Linked DNA regions of Mus musculus: regions 1, 3 and 4 are each linked to region 2. The links are chromatin contacts, called in public Hi-C and HiChIP or PLAC-seq maps. All regions are on one chromosome and are shown on one strand. Each heading gives the region's core, a stretch centred on a gene start, on an enhancer-like site or on the middle of the called end of the contact. The rest is flanking DNA. Distances are from core to core; before and after follow the strand shown. Region 1 overlaps Frmd4a (FERM domain containing 4A). Region 2 overlaps Gm36031 (a long non-coding RNA gene). Region 3 holds the start of Frmd4a (FERM domain containing 4A). Region 4 overlaps Frmd4a (FERM domain containing 4A).

Region 1 (2,700 bases), core at 94-2,593, 500 kb after region 2:
GGGGATTACAGACGATGCTTTAAAGTGGTCAAGGTCTCAAATATCACACATAAATCATTGTTCTCTCTCTCTCTCTCTCTTTCTCTCTCTCTCTCTCTCTCTCTCTCTCTCCATCAACTATCAATAATTATCTTTACTATGACTAGCTTATATGACCATTCAGGATGAGATCAGTAGCAACTGTGTAACTCACCCCATGACAAATAAAATCCACGATGCTGGTTGGTGGTCATAGGTAACCAGAAGGGACTCAGCACACTGAGGTGGCCCTTTCTGAAATGCATTACTTCCTTGGATACTGTGGACACTTAAGAGTGTTCCCTCCCTCTCTAGTGCCCACCAAGGTCTAGGAGACATTCCTATGAGCCAAAGTAGGAGGGAACCATACAGACCTAAACCATCTAAAGCCCAGAAAACTCCGGAATTTTCAAAAGCAATCGTGGATCTTTCCAGATTCTGTCTAATCTTACAGAAGTCCTCAACACAGATTAGAAGCAGACTGTGCTTGCATATATTCATCTCCTCTGTATATTGAACAAATACCAAATAAGTAGGCTTGAGACTACACATTAGCAAGCTGTCACGTTAGCTCCTAACTGCGTGCATGCATGCGTGCTTGTATGCTTGTGTGTATGTGTGAATGTGCATGTGTGCCTCTGTGTGTGTGTACACGTCTTAGCATGTGCACAGAATTCAGATGGACATTGGTTGTTCTGCTTTGTGAGGCTCCCCTTTATTCCCTAAGATGGTCTCTCCCTGAGACTGAAGCTCTCCATTTCAACTGAGCTGGCTGGATTCATGGCTGGCTGAGATTTCGTGGTCTCTGTCCTCCAACTCTCAATTGGAGACACTCAGATCCCCGCTTCTATGCGTGTGCTGGGAATTTGTCTGAACGCAGGTCCTTATGCATACACGGCAAGCACTCTTACCCTCTGAGACATTTCCATAGTCTTTCCATATCATTTTTTTATCCTGTCCCCAATATACTTGTTTTTGTTGCATGGAGAGGAGGGGAAGGGAAGCCCTAAGTGTTTGTTTTGCAGTCACAGATGACAGTAAGTCCTCTTGCTTTAGGGTGTAATTCTTTTTTCCTCTTTCCTTACAGCTGTGACCTAGTTAATTGTAGGTGGGAATCAAACGCCCAAATCATCAGGCTTTTGGCTTGGCTTAGGATCTTGCTGTTAAGTGGTAGGATGTCCTCCTTAATGACAGGAAGTCGGGTCCCCTGATCAGCAACATTTGTGTTCTTTGAGCTCAGAGATAAAGAACTGGGTGTATAAGGCTGTGGTTTCCTTGTGGTCAGGGACAAGAGTCAAGGGATAGATGAGTCTGTGACCCATGGATGAATCACTCCTGCCAAAACAGTTGAAATGTTCATCTCAGTGTTCTGGCCTGGAGTCCTCCAGTCCATGTGGACAAAGGAGAGAATGACTCACTCACTGTCCTTTTATGGCTTCATTGCTAATGTTGAGCATCCTATAGACCAGAATATGATATCATTAAGAAGCCACTTTAGCCGGGCGGTGGTGGCACATGCCTTTAATCTCAGCACTTGGGAGGCAGAGACAGGCAGATTTCTGAGTTCGAGGCCAGCCTGGTCTACAAAGTGAGTTCCAGGACAGCCAGGGCTACACAGAGAAACCCTGTCTCGAAAAACCCCCAAAAAAAGTGAGTGACGACTGTAAAGGCAGGAATGTAACACAAATAAGCCAGGTGTGCTGGCACATGCCTTTAGTTCCAGCACCTAGGAGAGAGGCAGGTATCTGTGAGTTTGAAGCCAGCCTGGTCCACAAAATGAGTTCCAGGACAGCCAGGGCTACACAGAGAAACCCTGTCTCGAAAAAAAGAAGAAGAAGGAAGAGGAAGAAGAAGAAGAAGAAGAAGAAGAAGAAGAAGAAGAAGAAGAAGAAGAAGAAGAAGAAGAAGAAGAAGAAGAGGAGGAGGAGGAGGAGGAGGAGGAGGAGGAGGAGGAGGAGGAGGAGGAGGAGGAGGAGGAGGAGGAGGAGGAGCCTTTAGGGCTGAGGATGTTGAGTGCTCATTTAGCATTCGTGGAGCTGCAGGCTCTGCCTATCCTTGCATGATTTAGTCATGGTGGTATATACATATAATCCAAGTTCATCTTCAGTTACATATAGATTTTGAGGTCGGCCTGGGCTACATGAGATCCTGTCTCAAATAAAAACAAACAAACAAAGGAGGAATTGTTGAATAGTTCAGTTGGTAAAGATTTGTCCTGCAAACATGAGGACCTGAGTTTGGCTCCCAGAGCCTATGTAAAATCAGCTAAGCATGGTGGTATACTCCTATAATCTTATCAATGGTTAGATGGTAGCAGCCAGATCCCTAGGGCTCATGGGCCAGCCAGCTTAGCCTACTTGCATAGCTTCAGGCCAGTAAGAGACTATCACAAAAGACAAGGTGAACAGCCCCTGGGGTATTTCCTGAAGGACAAATCTTGAGGTTTTTTTTTTTCCTCTGGCCTACACACACACTTTAATATGCACCTGCACACACATGAACATACATTCATACACACAAGTAGAAAAGAAACAAGAACTCTAGAATCCTAGCAAGAATCTATTGAGTCACATATGAGAAAGTTCAGAGTCGTTTTAGCAGTTTCCAGGCAACTCTGAGTGTCCCCATGGCTGGCAGAAAACTTCAACACCATGAGTGAGAGGAACTCATGTAACATACAGT
Region 2 (2,700 bases), core at 59-2,558:
GCACTATGGGGTGGAAGTAGAACCTTTTAGGGGTGGGGGAAGGGCCTAATGGAAGCGATTTTGCTGTTTTTAAGGCGAGGTCTTGGTGTGCAGCTCAAGCCACTTAATACTTGCTAGGTAGCCCAGGCTGGTCTTGAACACACAGCAGGTCTCTGTTCTCTTTGAGTGCTGGGACTGCAGGTGTGCACCAGAAGCTGCCTCCAGTGGCGGTGCTCAGGCCTCTTCAAAGAGGACAGTAGATGGCACCTCAGCCCCTTCCCCTTTCTTCTGCCTTTGCACCATAAGTGGATAGCTCTGCCCTACCACACGCTCCCCGCCATGAGAGGACTAGATGCAACAGACCCTAGAGCAATAGTAACCAATGCAGACCCCCAAACCTAAATATATCTTTGTAAATGGAGCTTTTCTTTCCTCTTTGTAAGTAGATCATCTCAGATATTTATGCTAGTGGCAGAAAGCTAACAGTGACCTCTGAGCCACAATGATACCATCCCCTTCTGTGAATCCTTGGACCAGGTGCATCTGATTGGATCTGGTCACAGAAGATACTTTGCGAAGTATTCGGATGAATCAACAACCGAGAATCACCGCCAGGAAGGAGGAACTGCCACACCTTCCTTTGTTTATGTTTCCTAGCTGTGGCCTACACAAACCCACATTCAGCCTGACAGAGAGCGGGATCGGTGCTTTCCGGAACCTACTGAAAAACTGGTATTATGATTATATTTTCATGTTCCAGACTTATTGAAATGGCTTTTAGTCCCTATGCTAAGGTCAAAGGTTTAATGGATGCTTAAAAAATCTATTATTTTTATTTCCTACATTTGAGTATTTGCCTGCACATGTGTATGTGTACCACGTGTATCGCTGATGATGGCAGAGTCCAGAAGAGGGTGTTGGATCCCCTGCAGCTGGAGTCACAGATGGTTGTGAGCCTCCTGATGTGAGTGCTGAGAACTGAACCCAGGTCCTCTGGAAGAGCAGCAAGTGCTCTTAACTACTGAGCACCTTATAGGTGTCTAATAATACTTTTTAATCACGTGACATTTTGCTCAAGTCTTCTTTAAACTAGTATGTTGGCTTATATTTACCCATTCTCAATTTTCTTAGTTTTCCAGGAAGGGAGAAAAACCCACTTTTAACATTTTAAATTTAAATTTAAATTTAAATTTTAACATTTAAATGAATACTAGCCTTCAAAGAAACTCTAATAATCACAAGGTAAGAGGTAAATATGGGGGTGAACAGCAACAGCGAGCAGTAGACAAGTAACTCAACACTAGAGGTCCCTCTCTTCTTAAGATCTAAAGGCCTGCCCTGTCTGGGATCTTAGCCAGCTTCAGTGGCTTCTGACTGGGAACAGAAAGTGAGGAGCAAAGGAAATCTGAACCAGAGAATTCTTTGTGGCATTGCAAATTAGATCTCAGGCAGCAGAGGCCTGCATCACTGAGTTCTGGCTCGCCCACAAAGTATTTGCTCCCCAACTCTCAGCCCCAGCTTCATTTTGTTCTATTTCTATCTGCTTCTTAATTTAGCCATGTGACTGCATTCAAACCCTTTTATCTCGTCCCCATCTGGAAGGCAATCTGGGTTGGTCCTGAATTTTTATTCCTGTGGAATAGAAGAGAGTGACAGAGTCCCCACTGCTCCTCCGAGGGTCACTGCGATGCCGAGGTGAACTGAGGGATTTCACAGATCAGGTGGCAAGGGCTCATGGCAGACAGGAAGAAGCTGACATTATTCACACGCAGCTAGCAAGTCAGAGAAATGAGGGCTTAGATGAGGGCTGTTGTTTTCCAGCAAGGGCCAGTGTCTGGCAGGCAAAGAACTAAGGAGACAGTCTCGTGAGAAGGCCAGAGCTTGCTTTTAAAACCGGGAAGACAATGGCGACCAATACTGGGAAGGAAATGGAAAGATCACATAGGAAAGGAAAGCTCTCTTCTTCGTCTTAGTAGTGTCACCTCCGGTGAAGAAGGGGACACCGAGGGTGACAGTCTCTTTGGAGGTCTCCATGATGCTCATGTTTTTCTTTTTAATGTTGTGTGAAATTTTAGCTTCATTGTGAAGTCTAGACAGAGCCTGGTCCTTTCTCTGTGTCTGTCTCCCAGAGGCTTCTGTTTTCTTCTACAGACACACATACCTCAGCATCCTTTGTGGCCTGGTGGTGGAGCTGGAAGCAGCATTGGACACTCTGTAGTGACCAGAAGTAGTGTGTGTGTGTGTGGTATTTGTGTGGTGTGTGTGGTATGTGTTTGTGTGGTGTGTGTGTGTGTGGGGGTGTGGTGTGTATGCTTGTGTGGTGTGTGTATGTGTGTGTGGTGTGTGTATGTGTGTGTGGTGTGTGTGTGTGCTTGTGTGGTATGTGTGTGTGTGGTGTGTGTCTGCTTGTGTGTGGTACATGTGTGTGTATGTGTGCTTTATGTGGTGTGTGTGTGTGTGTGTGTGTGTGTGTGTGTGTGTGGTGTGTCTGTGCATGCAAGCACTTGTGCAAGGCTCATGGTGACTCTGGAAGGAGGTCCAGAAAATTTAGTCAAAACAACGTTACAGTCTAGAAATGGGATCATAAACTCTGGGGACTAGAGGATAAGTCCTTGGCCTTGGAAGCTCCTTTCTCCATTGTGCTAAGTTCAGCCTGAGAAAAACCAGTTCAGGGCTCATGGCCTATGTGCAAGAGCTATGCCTAGTGTTTCTTAGGTCTCA
Region 3 (2,700 bases), core at 17-2,516, 340 kb after region 2:
AGCAGGTAAAAAGAGGGACAGGTCCCATTCCAGGGACAAGAGACAGATGGCGGTAGGTGTAAATGCCATAGGTCAGCTCACGTCTGCTGTGTGCATCAAATGTATGTATGAATATGCCCTCAAGCTCTTGCAAAGACATGGGTGTTCTTAGGTATGGTGACACACTCATTCATGGAGGGGCAGGTTTTGAATTCTTACCACACAGATAACCCTTCAAGCTGAAGGAAGTACATCTGTTCAGGTTCATTCCATTCCAGTTCATTCCATTACACTCCTCTTTGGTATGTTTCTTCCATTGTCTGCTTTTTCCAAGTTGCTGGCAATACTAAATGAGATACCTAGTTTTGGCAGTATAATACACACACACATACATATGCACAAACATACACACAAACACCACATGCACACAAAATCCCCCATTATGCCATAGACACCCATTTATACATATATACACAGACAGGCATGTACACATAATCTCCATTATGCCATACATACTATATACACACTACACTACACACACCATCCACACACGCTACACTTACACACAAGTCCTCATAACACACATACGCAAGGAACCCCCATTACAAATCAAACATACTATACATACATACTACCCACATTATGCACATACACATACACACACACAACTCCTTATAGCACATACCCACACATACATAGCTCCCAAATAACACACACACACACACACACACTGTTTAATGCTCAGCCTCTCTGGAATAGAATCCATACATTTGATTTTGAAAGTTTTCTGGAGAAGGTGTGTCCAAACATCTGATCAAACATCAAAAATTCCAGTTCCCTGTCCAGATGTTGTGTCTACACTGGGTTTAACAAATGGTTATTTTGAAATATGTAAGTGACACGATTTTTTTTTCTGCTTTCTGCATATGGACCAGAAAACCATCTGAATAATGGTGTCAACTGATTCCATTCAGGATCCCCCTTTCTAATGAAAGACGAATAGATGGATGGATCTACTCTCTCACTCCTGAGAGAGCACGCTGCCTAGTGAAGCCGAGAGGCTGGGAGCGCCAGGCAGCAGCAGTTCTGTTTGCCTCTTCTGTTTTGGGTGAGCTGCCCTGTAGTTTGTTCAGACCACTTTTCTTGGCTCAAATACAATACCTAAGACAGAGATCATTTGTCAAGTGAGCACGGTACACTGAGAGCTGTAGGCAGATTATGGAAAGAGAGAGGGAGGAGAGAGAGGGAGGAGAGAGCACCGGAGAGAAGAAAGAGGGGGAAGAGGGCGAGGAGTGGAGCAGACTTCTCCCCGTACATCCTTTCTCGGGCACCTCAGGCACCAAGAATTCAAGTTAGACTGCTCGCGGTGCAGAGGCGCCACCCGCGAGAGGGGAGCCACTGGAGGCTCCAGGCATGGCTCTTTTCATGTGGGATGCTTAAGGACTGCAACACAGACAGAGTAACTTGCAGAGAAGAGAAACTGGCATGAGGATTCCGCCAAAATGGAAGGGCTCCTATCTCCGATGAGAACCAAGGTAAGGGGGACTAAACCCTGGTTTCTTTGCGCGCTCCTTGGTGGTTTAGGGAAGGCTCACTGAAAAGGAAGATTATACTAGCTTTTGTCTCGTTTCGGAACTAGGCTGGCGAATGCAACTGGACCTCTCAAAGAATAGCTTTGCCTCCAAGGCAGAGCTACTACAATCAGTGAAAAGGGGAAGGGGGCGGGGGGCCATCTGTCAGCGTGGACAATGGGAATCTTAGTAAATGAGTTTGCCTCTCGGTTGATTAGACAGCCATATTTTAGCAGGATTTCCAATCATTCTTGCTTTGGGACCGGAGCTGCCCTCCAGCTGTTGGTGTGCTTGCAGGAAGTACGGATTTCTCTGGCTGCGCTGATGTTTCGCAGGATGAGTCCCGCTTTTAAGGCAAAGAGCATGCCCAGCTTTCACTGGAACATCCTCTGGGCTCCTCCTCCGGTTCAGAGCGGAGGATGGGGAAGCCTCTCTATTGAAAGTAGGTTAATGCATTCTGGAGAGCGTTTTGTTCTCAGAAAACTCGCCGACCTGAACAAGAGATTTCAGGGCAGCGCTAATCAAACACACCTTGAACTTGTTCCGGAAGCCTATAGAAAAAAGCTCCAGGAGACTGATCCCAACCTCGTGGACATTTTTCTCCTTGGTTGGAGTTTGCTTTTTACTTGAAAAGGACTGCCTTGTACATGGACTTTCCCAAGGAAAGCTCAGATGAAGAAAGGGCTACTGAATTCATGCATAACTTTGAACAGAGGCTGAAAGTTTTAAATAACGCTAGCAATATTATTTTTCTTAATTGATTAATTTTAAAATTTAGGAGGCAAATAGCTCTTTAAACATATAACAGTGGTGAAATCAATAGGATCAGGCTTTTATTTAACTCGTTTCTTTGATGTTCAGCTAGGGTTAAAAAACAAATAGAGCCTTTTGTCAAGGAAGTGGTCTTGGTTGTTTTCTTGTTGTTTTGTTTTTGTTTGTTGTTGTTATTGTTGTCTGCCCCTTCTAGTTAAGGGGCATGACTGTGACACTTTGAGACAACATTGGAATGTTGGGACATGCATGAAAGCACCACAGCATGTGGGGGTGGACATTCTGCTGGGTTCACCCGTCCTTTGATAATCACCCTTCATTAGAAGGACAGCCCCAGTGACAGTTGCTACAAAGCTTCTGATTCCAGCCCCTTGGCTGG
Region 4 (2,700 bases), core at 2-2,501, 470 kb after region 2:
GCTTGAGGATGTTATCCTAAGTGAATAAGCCACTCACCAGAAGCCAAGGATGGTATGTCACTCATAGGGCATCTGTAGACAAATAAGATGCATAAAAAGCAGAATGTAGGACTTTACATGGGAGGGGCATTGAAAGAGGAGAAATGGAAAGACATAAAGAATTGGTGTTTAATGGTATGGCAGTTCCATTTGACAAAATCACCATTTCCAGGGCTGGACAATGGTGATACTCTGATATATAACTGGACAACATATAGCTGGGCACACACACACATATGATAAGAATGGATTTAGTGATGTGAAGAACATTCACAACTTAACGGAGTTGACATGAGGCTGGAGAGGTGGCTCAGGGAGGAAGCAAACTTGCTGAAAACGTATGAAGCCCTGACCTGAATTCAGCTCTCCAGGCTATGCTTGCCTGTAACCCCAGAAGGCTGGTGAGGGTAGGGATGGAACCAGAGACAAGAAGGTCCCTGAGGTTTGCCAATCACCAGCATAGCAGGCAAAAGCAAAATAGCCACCTTCAGATTTAGTTCTGTCTCAAGGGAATAACATGGGGAGTGAGCGATTGAAGAAGAAACACCCAACATCCCTCTCTAGCCTTACATACATACTTACACACACACACACACACACAAGCACACACACAAACACACTCTTACCACACACACCACTACAAAAAGAAGTCAAAGTAGCAATTTTGTGTCATGTGTATTTTACTACAATTTTTTAAAAAATGCTTGCATGAATAAAAGGGGTACATTTTAGAAACAGAAAAGAATTTCCAATTTTTATGAGTATTCTACCTGACAGATGCTGCAGGACTTGACCCAGAGATTAAATCTATTTCTGAGATGTTTATCTACCCTTGCATGGTGGGGGTGTAGAAGGAGCAGGGAAGATCGTATGGGATCTAATAATATTCGGGGGGAAAAATTTAGTTCCCTCCAACTTCATTTCCTTGTTTTCCACAAGACTGTGTGTTTCTCTGTCGTGGTGCACAGAACAAGGTCTGATGCGTCCTTCACAAAGAACCATTGATGGCGTGTCTGTGTGAATTGCCCTGGCTTTGGTCACAGCCAAGTTCTGCGGGACCCACTGCCCCTCGTTCGACAATACACTCCACTGTGTGTAGCCATTTATGAAAGGTCAGAAATGAACTGAGAAATGGCTGGAGTCAAAAACATGTGGCCCTATAAATATCAGAGTCAGACGGCTTCAGGCATTTCCCCAGTCTCGTTTCTGCTCCATTCAGCTGTCTCCGCAAGCCTCTGCTGAGGTGCCTGGCATTTTGTGGGCACCTTACTTTGTACAGTTCTGCAGAGGAAGCTACCTTCTTCACTTGCTGCCCTTCTTGCCCAGCCCAGTAGCATAGAACCATTAATAGAGTTGTTTTGATTTGTTTTTGTTTTTTAAGTTAGAATTTCTTCTCGGGAGCCCTGGCAGCCCGTTCTGCAATGCTCTGTCTTATTTTAAGATTTTCCACTTTGCATTAGTAGCGACTTTGCCTAGTTACCGACCTGACACCAAAGGTGTTCTGTGAGCTGAAGGGTTTGCAGATTTGGGCTCCGTGAGTCCTATTGGGACATTGACCATGACATTAGCTGCCAGACTGGATGACTTCGAGATGACACTGGAGCACCTGTTCATGGATGTGTTTGTAAGTAAAAGCTTTCCATTCCCACATGCAAGGATTGTCCCTGCAATCCCAAATAGGGATTGTGTCCCCATATGAACAGAAGCTTCTAGCTTGCAATTGTGCTGTTTCTACTCCAATATACAGAAGGGGAAGTTGGGGTGGGGTGGGGTGGGGTGGGGTGGGTATTGTTCCTAAATGTCCAGTGACACAGAACTGCCCACATGGATCAATGCCACACCACTGGCAGAGGTGTGGCATTTTGAATGAAGTCAGCTCTAGAGGTCTAAATGAATGGGCGGAACAGAGAAAACAACACTTCCCACTACCCCCGCAGAGATCAAACCACTTCTGTTTGCGTTCCCTGGAGGAATCAGATTTGTTTGTGAAGCAATCATTCCAGAGGGCTGGGGGTATGGGGTGGGCAGTGAGGAATTCACAGTGCTCAAAACACTGGTGATTCCATGTAGAGAAATGCAGATTACTAGGTAGTGCCACAAATCACACTGTCCACAGAAACTGGTTTCATATGGGTTCTCCAGGAATTTGTTTGATAAGATGAAGCTGTTTGGTTTGATTTATTTTCCTTTAAAGAAAAGGGCAACCGACAGGGAACACACACACACACACACACACACACACACACACACGCACCTCTTCCCACAATGATTTTCTGAATTTTAGCAAAAGCCATGTCAACAAAGTCACTCCCCCAGCCCAGCCACCGGGGCTCCTTACACTTTGGGCTCTCACTATGGGGCACAGGTCTGCTCTCTGTGGGTCACTGATGGTGAACAGGGACTGCAGAAGCAGAGGCTTGCAGGTGGCAATGCAGCTGGAAGGTGTTGGCCTGTGCTCTTTCCAAGAACAACAGTTGTTCTGCCAGGGGAGACGGCCGCAGCGCTTGCTGTGAGGGCACACCGTCTGTGTTTAAAATGAGGAAAGGCCCCAGAGGGCTGGCCTTTCTTGGCTATACATCACTGGGGCCCTTTCAGGGACTTCACAATGAATGGTGTATTTTGGCAGACAGGAGAGTCTGGAGCATTACTTATTATTAATTT

Evidence for each region. A called contact is a pair of places that touch in the nucleus more often than the background predicts. HiChIP or PLAC-seq counts read pairs in DNA pulled down with a chosen protein or histone mark.
Region 1: a Hi-C map of muscle stem cells shows a contact between it and region 2, with 2.1 times the contacts expected there. The contact joins two enhancer-like sites. A contact is called at or near these places in 6 of 484 Hi-C or Micro-C datasets (the N1E-115 cell line, cerebellum, cerebral cortex and 2 more) and 2 of 115 datasets of contacts at active chromatin or transcription factors (bone marrow-derived macrophages and craniofacial prominence).
Region 3: an H3K27ac HiChIP or PLAC-seq map of neural progenitor cells shows a contact between it and region 2, with 22 times the contacts expected there. The contact joins the promoter of Frmd4a here to the enhancer-like site in region 2. A contact is called at or near these places in 1 of 15 datasets of contacts at CTCF or cohesin (the NIH/3T3 cell line), 10 of 484 Hi-C or Micro-C datasets (cerebellar granule neurons, cerebellum, cerebral cortex and 5 more), 8 of 115 datasets of contacts at active chromatin or transcription factors (astrocytes, differentiating embryonic stem cells, embryonic forebrain and 4 more) and 1 of 9 other capture datasets (pancreatic islet).
Region 4: a contact with region 2 is called in an H3K27ac HiChIP or PLAC-seq map of oligodendrocyte precursor cells, with 8 times the contacts expected there. The contact joins two enhancer-like sites. A contact is called at or near these places in 3 of 115 datasets of contacts at active chromatin or transcription factors (microglia, oligodendrocyte precursor cells and pancreatic cancer cells).

The regions. Positions count from the first base shown.
Region 1 is chr2:4,317,003-4,319,702 of GRCm38.p6, forward strand. The region is part of intron 1 of Frmd4a (FERM domain containing 4A); the gene reads left to right. Among named protein-coding and RNA genes, the nearest start is that of Gm23691, 63 kb to the right of the region's middle. Within about 2 kb of position 1,344, at least 63 of the 459 cell types and tissues checked have an H3K27ac peak or open chromatin away from gene starts, as enhancers often do. A contact at or near this core is called in muscle stem cells, where this site is marked.
Region 2 is chr2:3,814,918-3,817,617 of GRCm38.p6, forward strand. Gm36031 (a long non-coding RNA gene) reads left to right here. Exons shown (of 5, transcript XR_373951.3): 4 at 517-711. Among named protein-coding and RNA genes, the nearest start is that of Gm36031, 8.4 kb to the left of the region's middle. Within about 2 kb of position 1,309, at least 44 of the 459 cell types and tissues checked have an H3K27ac peak or open chromatin away from gene starts, as enhancers often do. A contact at or near this core is called in cerebellum, cerebral cortex, cortical neurons and 4 more, where this site is marked.
Region 3 is chr2:4,151,597-4,154,296 of GRCm38.p6, forward strand. It overlaps Frmd4a (FERM domain containing 4A), which reads left to right and starts at 1,267. Exons shown (of 23, transcript NM_172475.3): 1 at 1,267-1,514. The coding sequence starts at 1,482.
Region 4 is chr2:4,284,015-4,286,714 of GRCm38.p6, forward strand. The region is part of intron 1 of Frmd4a (FERM domain containing 4A); the gene reads left to right. Among named protein-coding and RNA genes, the nearest start is that of Gm39752, 38 kb to the left of the region's middle. Within about 2 kb of position 1,252, at least 39 of the 459 cell types and tissues checked have an H3K27ac peak or open chromatin away from gene starts, as enhancers often do. A contact at or near this core is called in oligodendrocyte precursor cells, where this site is marked.